2 separate regions of the Macaca mulatta genome follow, and region 1 is linked to region 2. Evidence: chromatin contacts called from public Hi-C data. All regions are on one chromosome and are shown on one strand. Each heading gives the region's core, a stretch centred on a gene start, on an enhancer-like site or on the middle of the called end of the contact. The rest is flanking DNA. Distances are from core to core; before and after follow the strand shown. Region 1 holds the start of STX10 (syntaxin 10). Region 2 holds the start of NACC1 (nucleus accumbens associated 1).

The links. Hi-C and Micro-C count contacts between places; a contact is called where the count stands out from the background.
Region 1: a Hi-C map of cortical neurons shows a contact between it and region 2, with 6 times the contacts expected there. The contact joins the promoter of STX10 here to the promoter of NACC1 in region 2. A contact is called at or near these places in 3 of 14 Hi-C or Micro-C datasets (cortical neurons, fetal cortex germinal zone and liver).

What each region holds. Positions count from the first base shown.
Region 1 is chr19:13,719,381-13,725,373 of T2T-MMU8v2.0, forward strand. STX10 (syntaxin 10) reads right to left here and starts at 4,680. Exons shown (of 8, transcript NM_001261693.1): 1 at 4,640-4,680; 2 at 4,229-4,398; 3 at 3,982-4,076; 4 at 3,521-3,583. The coding sequence starts at 4,674. It also overlaps a transcript of IER2 not described here.
Region 2 is chr19:13,684,275-13,690,247 of T2T-MMU8v2.0, forward strand. NACC1 (nucleus accumbens associated 1) reads left to right here and starts at 3,173. Exons shown (of 7, transcript XM_028840307.2): 1 at 3,173-3,321; 2 at 4,376-4,514. It overlaps TRMT1 (tRNA methyltransferase 1), which reads right to left and starts at 3,125. Exons shown (of 16, transcript XM_077977673.1): 1 at 3,038-3,125; 2 at 2,532-2,724; 3 at 2,383-2,438; 4 at 2,011-2,153; 5 at 1,664-1,851. The coding sequence starts at 2,677.

The DNA.
Region 1 (5,993 bases), core at 3,430-5,929, 37 kb after region 2:
AGTGAGCTGAGATCCGGCCACTGCACTCCAGCCTGGGCGGCAGAGCGAGACTCCATCTCAAAAAAAAAAAAAAAAAAAAAAAAAAAAAAAAAAAAAAAAGAATTAATTCATGGGGGACACTTAGAGCAGTACCCAACACATAGTAATGCTAGTAAATGTCACATTTTACTATTTATTTATTTCGGGGGGATTTTAGCTGGGATTACAAGTACCTGCCACCACATCTGGCTAATTGTTGTATTTTTAGTAAAGATGGGGTTTCCCCATGTTATCCAGGCTAGTCTCGAACTCCTGACCTCAAATGATCCACCCGCCTCGGCCTCCCAAAGTGCTGGGATTATAGGCGTGAGCTACTGCACCTGGCCCAACAGATGTTTGTTTGTTTGTTTATTTGAGACAGCGTCTTGCTCTGTCACCTAGGCTGGAGTACACTGGTGTGATCTCGGCTCACTGCAACCTCTACTTCCCGGGTTCAAGCAATTCTCCTGCCTCAGCTTCCCAAGTAACTGAGATTATGGGTGTTCACCACCACGCCTGGCTAATTTTTGTATTTTTTGTAGAGACAGGGTTTCATCATGTTGGCCAGGTTGGTCTTGAACTCCTGACCTCAGGTGATCCACCTGCCTCGGCCTCACGAAGTGCTGAGCTTTTAGGTGTGAGCCACCATGCCCGGCTTCAACAGATGTATTTTAGAGTTTGGACTTCAATTCCCCCAAGGCAGCACATCTGGAAGGCATGTGGGCACAGCTATGGGATGACAAACTGGTAGGACCCTCCCTGACCCCATGTAGGCTTATGAGGGACAGAGAAAGGCTGGTGGTTCTCAACATATGAAAAATATCAACAGAGAACACCAAGAGAAAAGGTAGACTGACAGGGGTGGTTGGGAGAAACACAGACACACACACACACACACACACACACACACACACACACACACACACGGCAGGCACATTACAGAGAAAATTGGCGGATATGAGGATATGACGGGGGGAAATGCAGATACACTCAGAGGCCAAGTGCACGCACCCAAATAGGTGAGGTACATGCACAGATGAAAAGGTGGGGGCAGATCACCTGATGTCGGGAGTTCGAGACCAGCCTGGCCAACACGGGGAAACCCCGTCTCTACTAAAAACACAAAAATTAGCCGGGCATAGTGGCACACATCTGTCGTCCCAGCTACCCGGGAGGCTGAGGCAGGAGAATTGCTTGAACCCGGAAAGTGGAGGTTGCAGTGAGTCAAGATTGCACCACTGCACTCCAGCCTGGACAATAGGGCAAGACTCCGTTTAACAAAAAAAAAAAAAAGGAAGCTGGCCGGACGTAATGGCTCATGCCATTTGGGAGGCCAGCACTTTGGGAGGCCAAAGCTGGTGGATCACAAGGTCAGGAGATCGAGACCATCCTGGCCAATATGATGAAACTCCGTCTCTACTAAAAATACAAAAATTGGGCCGGGCGCGGTGGCTCAAGCCTGTAATCCCAGCACTTTGGGAGGCCGAGACGGGCGGATCACGAGGTCAGGAGATCGAGAGACGATCCCGGCTAACACAGTGAAACCCCGTCTCTACTAAAAAATAAAAAAAATATAGCCGGGCGAGGTGGCGGGCGCCTGTAGTCCCAGCTACTCGGGAGGCTGAGGCGGGAGAATGGCGTAAACCCGGGAGGCGGAGCTTGCAGTGAGCTGAGATCCGGCCACTGCACTCCAGCCTGGGTGACAGAACAAGACTCCGTCTCAAAAAAAAAAAAAAAAAAAAAAAAAAAATTGGCCGGGCACGGTGGCTCACACCTAATCCCAGCACTTTGGGAGGCCGAGGTGGGTGGATCACGAGGTCAGGAGTTCAAGACCAGCCTGGCCAAGATGTTGAAACCCCATCTCTACTAGAAATACAAAATTTGGGCCGGGCGCGGTGGCTCAAGCCTGTAATCCCAGCACTTTGGGAGGCCGAGGCGGGTGGATCACGAGGTCAGGAGATCGAGACTATCCTGGCTAACATGGTGAAACCCCGTCTCTACTAAAAATACAAAAAACTAGCCGGGCGTGGTGGCGGGCGCCTGTAGTCTCAGCTACTTGGGAGGCTGAGGCGGGAGAATAGCGTGAACCCAGGAGGCAGAGCTTGCAGTGAGCCGAGATCACGCCACTGCACTCCAGCCTGGGAGACACAGCGAGACTCTGTCTCAAAAAAAAAAAAAAAAAAAAAAAAAAGAAATACAAAATTTGGCCGGGTGCAGTGGCTCAAGCCTGTAATCTCAGCACTTTGGGAGGCTGAGACAGGCAGATCACAAGGTCAGGAGATCAAGACCATCCTGGCTAACACGGTGAAACCCTGTCTCTACTAAAAAAATACAAAAAACTAGCCAGGTGTGGTGGCGGGCACCTGTAGTCCCAGCTACTCGGGAGGCTGAGGCAGGAGAATGGCATAAACCCAGGAGGCGAAGTTTGCAGTGAGCTGAGATCCGGCCACTGCACTCCAGCCTGGGCGACACAGCGAGACTCCATCTCAAAAAAAAAAAAAGAAAAAAGAAATACAAAATTTAGCCAGGCATTCTGGTGGAAGCCTATAATCCCAGCTACTCGGGAGGCTGAGACAGAGAATGGCTTGAACCCGGGAAGCGGAGGTTGCAGTGAGCCAAGATCACATCACAGCACTCCAGCCTGGGCAACAGAGCAAGACTCCGTCTCAAAAAAAAAAAAAAATTAGCCGGGCATGGTGGCATGTGCCTGTATTTCAGCTACTCAGGAAGCTGAGGCTGGAGAATCACTTGATCCCAGGAGGCGGAGGTTGCAGTGAGTCAAGATCGCGCCACTGCACTCCAGCCTGGCAACAGAGCGAGACTGCATCTCAGGAAAAAAAAAAAAAAAAAAAAAAAGGAAGCTATGCGCAATGGCTCATGTCTGTAATCCCAGCACTTTGGGAGGCTGAGGCGGGCAGATCACTTGATGTGAAATGTGAGGAGTTCGAGACCAGGCTGTCCAGGATGATGAAACCCTACTAAAAATATAAAAATTACCTGGGCATGGTGATGGGCACCTGTAATCCCAGCTACTAGGGAAGCTGAGGCAGGAGAATCGCTTGAACCCAGGAGGCGGAGCTTGCAGTGAGCTGAGATCGAGCCACTACACTCCAGCCTGGGCAACAGAGCAAGACTCCATCTCAAAAAAAAAAAGAGTAAAAGGCAGGCATGCGTCCTGGAAACAGCTACAAACAGGACAAATGGCATGGAAGCAGAAAGCAGATAGGTACACAGGCCCCCAGCCGTCCCCTGCAACAGGAAACCAGTATAGACCCAGAGGAGACAGTAGAGAGGAACCCATGGACATATACACACAGAGAAGTTCAGGTGCACACACCGAGAAAGTGCAGGCAGGTAGACAGCAAGAAGACAACTACACACAGAGAGGACGGGCACTGTCGCAAAAGGGACAGGCGAACACATGCAGAGGGATCTGGCTTGCACTCAAAGGCGTGGTCACCCCCAGGCGCTCAGGTGGACCGAGTGGGTTAGGAAGGCTTACCTCTCTGTTATTCCTCTCCAAAAATGCTACGGCTGTTGGGCTGACCATATGGTCCTTCATTTCCTGGAAGTGAGGACAGCATTAGGGAGGAAAGACACTCAGGCCCGGCGCGGTGGCTCACGCCTGTAATCCCAGCACTTTGAGAGGCCGAGTCGGGTGGATCACCTGAGGTCGGGAGTTCGAGACCAGCCTGCCCAACATGGTGAAACCTCGTCTCTACTAAAAACACAAAAATTAGCCGGGTATGGTGGCAGGCACCTGTGAAGTCCCAACTACTCAGGAGACTGAGACACGAGAATCGCTTGAGACCGGGAGGCGTATGTTGCAGTAAGCCAAGATGGCAACACTGTACTCCAGCCTGAGCGACAGAGACTCTGTTAAAAAAAAGAAAACAAAACAAAACAAAACAAAAAAGACACTCAAACCGTCCCCCACTCCCCGCCTGCAGGACCTTTCCTGACCTGGACTGCCTCTCGCATCCGCTCCACGAACACCTTTCTCTCCTGCAGGTCCCCGGCCGGGAGCTTGAACTTGCCTGGGTTGGCTTCCACTATACGTGGGCTGAGAGTCAAGGGTCAAGGCCAGAGCCAGATAGCATCATCATCCCCCTCCCTAGGGGTCTAGCCCTCCCCGAGGGCGGGCTCCCAGGCCCCCTGCTACCCCAGTGAGCTCTCCCATGCCACCCCCCGCCACAAAGCCCCAGGATATCGATGGTCTCTTCCAGGTCCTCGAGGTCCCACTCGATGCTGCGCAGGCCATTCCGTAGCTCATTGGTCGTCCAGTCCAGCTCCTCGCGTCCGACCGCCGCGCTTTCCTGCAGAAGCTCGCACCAGCGCTGGTATAGCCCGCGGGCCGTGTTCACCGCCTTCTGCACCTCGCTGCGGGCAGGGGCACGGCGGGCGCAGCTGGGGGCAGGCGGTCCTTCCGCCTGCCTCTGCCCCCGATTGCAAACCCAAACGCATGGGGGACTCCGGAGACCCCCACATACCCCTGCGTGCGCCTCCCACTTTGCACCCCGACGGCCTTGCCTAGCCCGCCGGGCACGCTGGAGCCGGCACCCGGGCACTAGCTGGATTGGGGACGGAGCACCCTCCGCCCTCCCCCGTCGTGGTCACTCACCCTCGGACTACAAAAAAGGGGTCTTCGAGAGACATGTCAATCCCCTTCCCCCCAGGCCGAAACCCCCTCCCGGCCTGGGTTCGCGGGCTGGTTCTCTCCCAACCCAGGAGAACGCGCCACCACCCCCGCCCCCCGTCACGCCACCATCGAGAGCGGGACCGCCAGGGCAGAAAGAGAGGCCTCGGAGGCCGGACGTGCGGACACTTCCGCCCTCTCTGCAGCCATCTTGGTTGTGGGCAGAGGCAGCTTCCGGTACGCATGCCCCGCCCCTTCGCCCTCTTGTGCCGCACCGTAGGGAGCGGTGTCGGAGTTCTGGCTGGGCCTGTTCGGGTCCGAGTTCGGAATCTCGGTTCAAGGCTCAGTTCCTCGGATTGTTCCTGCTCAACCTCAGTTTCCCTTCCAGGCACGGGCAATGTAAATAATGGTAGCCTCCCTTATCTCTGGCGGCTGGGGACTATGGCTGGGGAAGGGGCTCATTCGATTGGTTGAACGTTTTCATGGACTCCCTGAGCTGGCACCTGGGAGATCGTCCCAGTCCAGGGTCCCGAGTGTCAGGTTTGGGCAAGGTTTGGGGGAGAGGTGGTCCTTCCTTCTCCCTGCCGGGGCGGGGCGAGGAGCGGGCCTGCTCCTGCGGGGAGTTCTGCCGCATTCTCCAAATCTCTCTTTCCTGAGAAGTGGGCAAGCTGGGGGCACCTCGAGGTCGCCTTGGGGCGAGGTGGCCGTGAGTGGGGGTCCCAGATATTCCAGGGGCGGGGGGAGGTCACCTTCGAGAGCGTGCGTGGAGGTGGGTGTCTTCAGAAGCGCGGATTCTTTCTGGGTGAGAGCCTGGGGGTCGCGGGAGGTATGGTGGCTTTGAGGATGGTCTCCAGGGGGGCCCTCTGTGTGGGGTCTCCGTCTGGGTACGGGCCAGGAATATCAGCGAAGGGACTCAGGGTCGTCCCTATGTGTGACAGTGGCGCTCTGTGTGTTGAGGGGTGAGGGAAGCTTCGGGAAAGCACTTTTTTGAGTGGTAGGGGGCCTGGTCTCCCCTGGAGGGTGGGCGGGTTATCCGAGGGAGTCCTCAGAGGGTCGCCCCCTTGCGCGTCAGAGTTGCTGCGTGGGGTCTCAGAGATAGCGCCTGGGCCGGGTAAGTCATTGTGGGGTCTCCGTGGTAAGGTTAGTGGGGCGGGGACGGGGGCGTCTTCGGCAGGTCGTCGCAGTGTGGCACCATCGTTGAATGGGGACGAGTTTGGGAATGGTCTTTTAAGGGGGAATAATTTTTGAGTTCCCACCGTGCGGGGGGAGGGCGGGACGGGAGGGTGCCCCAAGGCCTGAGAAGATCAGTGTGGGGCAGGGGTCAGGGATAACCTGGGAG
Region 2 (5,973 bases), core at 1,923-4,422:
AAGTAAAAACTTTTTTCTCTGGAAAAGGTCAGATGGCATTTTAGGCTTTGTGAGTCATATATGGTACCTACTGCATATTCTTCTTTTTGAAACTTTTTTTTTTTTTTTTTTGAGACGGAGTCTCGCTCTGTTGCCCAGGCTGGAGTGCAGTGGCGCGATCTCGGCTCACTGCAAGCTCCGCCTCCCAGGTTCATGCCATTCTCCTGCCTCCGCCTCCGGAACAGCTGGGACTACAGGTGCCCGCTACCATGCCCGGCTAATTTTTTGTATGTTTAGTGGATACGGGGTTTCACCGTGTTAGCCAGGATCGTCTGGCCTCATGATCCGCCCACCTCAACTTCCCAAAGTGCTGGGATTATAGGTGTGAGCCACTGCGCCTGGCCTATTTTTTTTTCTTTTCTGAGATGGGGTCTCCCTCTGTTGCCCAGGCTGGAGTGCAGTGGAGTGATCTTGGCTCACTGCAACCTCCCTCTCCTGGGTTCAAGTGATTCTCCTGCCTCAGCCTCCTGAGTAGCTGGGACTACAGGTGCCCGCCACCACGCCCGGCTAATTTTTTTGTATTTTTTAGTAGAGACGGGGTTTCACCGTGTTAGCCAGGATGGTCTCAATCTCCTGACCTCATGATCCCCGCCCGTCTCGGCCTCCCAAAGTGCTGGGACTACAGGCTTGAGCCACCGCGCCCGGCCTTTTAAGCTTTAAAAATGTAAAAAACATTCTTGGCTCGTGGGCCATTAATAAACCAGGCTAGGCCAGGCGCAGTGGCTCACGTCTGTAATACCAGCACTTTGGAAGGCCGAGGCGGGCAGATTACTTGAGGTCAGGAGTTCGAGACCAGCCTGGCCAACATGGTGAAACCCCATCTCTACTATAAATACAAAAATTAGCCTGGTGTGGTGGCAGATGCCTATAGTTCCAGCTACTTGGGAGGCTGAGGCAGGAGAATCACTTGAACCTGGGAGGCGGAGGTTGTGGTGAGCCAAAATCACGCCAGTGCACTCCAGCCTGGGCAACAGAAGGAGACTCCATCTCAAAAAATAAATAAATAAAAATAAATAAAAATTAGCCAGGCGTGGTGGCACGTGCCTGTAATCCCAGCTACTCGGGAGGCTGAGGCAGGGGAATCGCTTGAACCCGGGAGGCAGAAGTTGCAGTGAGCTGAGATCATGCCACTGCACTCCAGCCTGGGCAACAAGGGTGAGACTACATCTCAAAAAACAAACAAGCAAACAAACAAAAAAAACAGGCTGTGAGCCCCATAGGCTATTGTTTGCCAACTCTTGCGAAGGTCACCTTGCGAAGGTCACCAATTTTGCCTGTTTTGTTTCCTGATGCATTTCCAGCTCTGAAAACGGTGCCTGGCACATAGCAGACACTGCATATACTATGGCTCATTTGAATGAATAAAAGGAGTATAAGAAGTTAAAACAGAGACCAGAATGCTACTTATTTCTGGCACAGAGTATGGATCGTACAATAATTATCTATTACTTACTCATCACAGCAACCCCTGTAAAACTAGTTTTCTCAGTTGACAGACAAGGAAACTGGGGCTCAAAGAGGCTAAGTCACTCACTCAAGGTCATAGAGTGAGAATAGGAGAGAGCCAGAATTTTGATCCCAGGCAGCCTTGTCCCATAGCTAGGCTGTGATGCCCAGAACCTACCGGGCATCTGCTTGGCTGGGCTGTACCAGGTGTGCCACGTCATTGAGCTGGACATTCCGGCGTATGAGATCCACAGCCCGGGCAGAGGTATCGTTTGCAACCACAGATCTGAGCCCAGGCACCTCTAGGGCAAATCGAATGGAACGTAGGCCTGAAGCTGCCAGGCCTTCCAGCACATGCAGGCCTTCCTGTTGGAGTGAGCAGAAAACCTCCCTCACACCTCCATCTCCATCCTCTTCTGGGCCCCAAGGAGCCCCCACCACCCACCTCCTATAGCTCTCCCCCTCCAGGAGCCCTCTGTCTCCCGCTAAATTCCAGGACTGCCAGCTGCTATGCTCAGGCCCCACCTCACAGATTTCCCCCACGGCCGCTGTGCGAGGTTGGTCTCCTGAGGCCAGGTCTTCATTCTCTTTCAGTTCAACCTTTTCCTCCTCTTGCTCTGACAAGTCCACGACCACCTTTTGCGTGTCCTTCTCTCCTGGCACCTTGACTGCAGCCACCCAGAGGCACAAGTCAGAGAGTAACGAAGTCCTCTCTGAGAAACCTCCCCTTAATCTCCAAAATATCTTCCCTGAAATCCCTGGGGAAAGGCTGAAGGAGCAGAACCCAGGGCCTGCTATGTGGCTGAAGCCTCTCTGGATTTGGGCGGCAGAAGGGCCCAGGCAGGGAGATAAGACTTGTGTGACCCCCGCCCGCCAGAAGCCTGGACCTCCACTCACTCTGGATTCCTTTGGCCCCAAGCTGAATGCGAGCAAACTCGGTGATCACAGCACATCTGGTGGGAGACAGAGGACTAGCTCATACCCCGCCCCCGCCATCCACACTGACCCACTAGCCGATGCCAGGCTGACCTCTGACCCCTGCTCACGTCAGGTCCCGATTGAATTCCTGCACCGGGTTATAAAAGACCTCGTTGGCGCTGGGAAAGGCGATTTTGGCAGCCCCCTCGGTGATTGTCGTCTCCTGGACTTCACGTGGGCATTCTTCTCCGCAGGGCCCGGTGCCGTTCTCCATCGCTGCTGGATTCGGCAGCCCTGGGGACTGCCCCTCGAAAAACCGGGCTGTACAGAGCACACGGGTGGGGCGGAGAGTGAGGCTTAGCCACAGAACGATCCTTGCATGAGACATCCGCTGGTGCCTCTGTCCGCCAAGCCTGGTTCGGGGGGCGGGGAAAGGCACAGAGAGGGTCAGAGAGCCGCATTCTGGGCCCGGGGGTGTCCTACATATCTATGAAGTAGAAACTAGGAAGACCTGCGGCCTCGGTAAGCTGATAACCCCTCGTTTTGGGGATGACTGGTTCCTGCGGAGCCGATGCCCTCGTGCAGGCCCGCCCTGAGTCTGAATCCCTTCCCGCACTGCCCAGCCCCTCCTCACCTGGTCTCGTAGCCACAGAAAACCGAATTAGTCAAGGTGCACGTTTCCCAAATTAGGACCTGGGCGCCGCCATGTTGGCACGGTGGGTGGGGGAAATCACATGATAGTGGTTGGCCAATCAATGAGGACGTGGACGGTGGGCGGCCGGGATCAAAATGAATGCCATAAAGGAAGCGCGCTGATCATGCTGTTCCGGGGGTTTTAATCACAGTGGATCCCCTGGGAGAGGACACGTCACTAGTCCCATTTCACAGATGAGGAAGTTGTGGCTCAGAAAAGGGGCGGTAAGCGGAGAAACCCAACAGCTATTGGTCCTCTTCTGTGTTCTGGGTGCTATATACACATTATTTCAGAGCACTCTGCAGGGATAACTCAGGCTCTGGAGTTGGATTTACTGGGTTTGAATCTCAGTCCCACCACATGCTCTGGGCCGGTTACTCTAGGGCCTTCAGTTTTCTTATCTATTAAATAAGAATCGTGGTTTCTCAGATAGAACAAAGATTAAATGACAGATTCCTGGAAAGTGTGTAAAGAGCCACTCTGACCTTGTAAGCGCTCGGTAAAGTTCTAACCAGTGTACGAAGGCAGGACAGCGAAGTGGTTCCCGGGTACCTGGGTTCCAGTCTTAGCTCGCCCTGCGACTTGTTGTTAACTCTGAACTTAAGTTACCGCTTTTGCAAAAGGGCAGAACTTTTTACCATTTGTTAGTGGGTTGTAGTGAGAAGTAAACGAGTTAGTGCACGTAAAATGCTAACAGAACCTAGCATCCGGTAAGCATCATAAAAGTCTTAGCTGTTATTGTCGCTTTTGAGCCTGCGTTTAAATCCTGGCACCCGCCATCACTTCCTTGCTGTGTGATGATCTTGACCAGCTTTCTTTGTGCCTCCTTTTCTGTCTTTCTTTCTTTTCTTTTCTTTTTTTTTTTTTTTTGAGACGGAGTCTCGCCCTGGATCATGCAGTGGCATGATCTCGGCTCACTGCAACCACCGCCTCCCGGGTGCAAGCGATTCTCCTGCCTCAGTCTCCCGAGTGACTGGGATTACTAGCGCTTGCCATCACGCCCGGCTAATTTTTGTATTTTTAGTAGAGACAGGGTTTCGCCATATTGGCCAGGCTGGTTTTGAACTCCTGACCTCAGGCGATCCACCCACCTCGGTCTCCCAAAGTGCTGGGAGTACAGGCGTGAGCCACCGCGCCCAGCCGCCTTTATTTTCTCTAGTGTGTAACAGTTCCCACTAAAAAATTTTACTGTGTAGTTTAAACGAGCTAATTCCCATAAAGAACCTAACACGGTGCCTGCTACAATAAACAGCAGTCATTATTGTTTTTGTTTTACAGGAAACTAAAGTTCGGAAAGGTAGAGCGACTTGCCCAAGGTCGCGGGACTAGAAGGTGGCGGGGTCGGGATTCGAACCACCGAGCTGAGCCGACGTACCGGCGAGGATCCTCCCAGGGGCATAGAGAGGAGACGGAGCCGGTTAGATGGGGCGCGCTCGGAGCTCGGCTGGCCTCGCCTGGAGGGCGGGGCCTGAGGGCGGTGCGCGGGCGGGGCCGGTGCCGCTCCTCCCTGGCCTGGCTGCGGCGGCGGCGCGGCTTGCGCTCGCTCGGCGCTCGGCTGGGGCGGCCTGGCCCACAATGAATGGCCGCCGCGGCTGCCGCTGCTGCTGAGGCGGAGGCCGCGGAGGCCGCGGAGGCGGAGGCCGAGGCCCCGGCGCAGGGGGGCGCGCCCCGGGCCCAGGCCCGGCCCCAGCCGCCGCTGCGGAGCCCGCCGGGAGCCCCCGGAGCGCGGCCACGGCGCAGGTGAGGCGGCCCGCCTCAGGCCCGGTTCCGGCCTTCTCCAGCCGGGGCGGCCCGAGGGCTGAGTGGGGAGGGCCTGGGTGCTTTCTCGGACTGAGGAGGAGCCGGGCCCGCAGCCTGCACTGTGCCCGGGCAGGCGTGTGTGTGCAGGCCCGGCTACCGCGGGCAGACTTGAGCGTCCAGCCCGAACCTCGGGGCTTGGGGGCGGCAGGATCGTACCTGGACCGCTCCCCCAGCTCCCAGCGAGGGAGGGGGCCAGGTCGGGCCGGGGCGGGTACCGGGGATCCAGGGAAGTTAGAGGGTCCGAAGCGGAAAAGTGAGGAGGCGCCCGTGGATGCCGGAGGGGGAGGGGGAGGAGGAGTCGGGCTCTGGCCAGGCCGAGTGGGGGAGGAGAGGAGAGCGGCGCGGCCGGAGGGGGGCGGGGAGGGGCCGGGCCTGCAGGTACCGCCTGGGCGCTGGAGGAGGTGGGTGGGTCAAGTTACAGGCCTGGGGGCGGCTGAGGAGAAGCCCAGGAAGTGGGGCACGGTGGGTGTGGGCGGAGTTAGTTCGGGTGGGGGCGGATAGGAGATCCCAGAGATGTTTTCCGGGGGTCACATGAGGTCAGGACTCAGATGTGGGGAGGGGGAGGCTAGATCTGGGGGCGATTAGGTAAGGCGAGGGACTGCTGTAGGAGCTTTGCGAGTCGGGGGAGCAGAGCCTTTGGGCTAGGCTGGGGGGATGTGGGGGCAGGTCAGGAAAAGCTAGTGTGACCAGCAGGTATATACTGAGATGCGCCCCGCATCGACCCCAACTCGAAGTGTTAGTTCAGAGTCACATCTAAGGGGTTCCCTCATTCCCACACCTCATCCCAGAAGCCTCTAGAGTCCTGACCCTACCCCTTGGGCAAGCCTCTGCCAACTGTTCAAAGGCGCTGGCCAGTGGGTGTTTGTGTGGGCAGCTGGAGACAGTCTGGAACACCTAGCTTAGGCATCTTGTTTATCACAAGGTGGCCCTCGCCCACCCCCACCTTATATATCTACAGGGAGGCAGCCCAGCAGACATTACCTGGGTATTTTAGGATCCTGCGTTCTTTCTCTACCTTTTGTGACCAGAAGCTGTTGGTTCAAGCCTAGTGGATGGGACCTCATAGCCACCGTCAT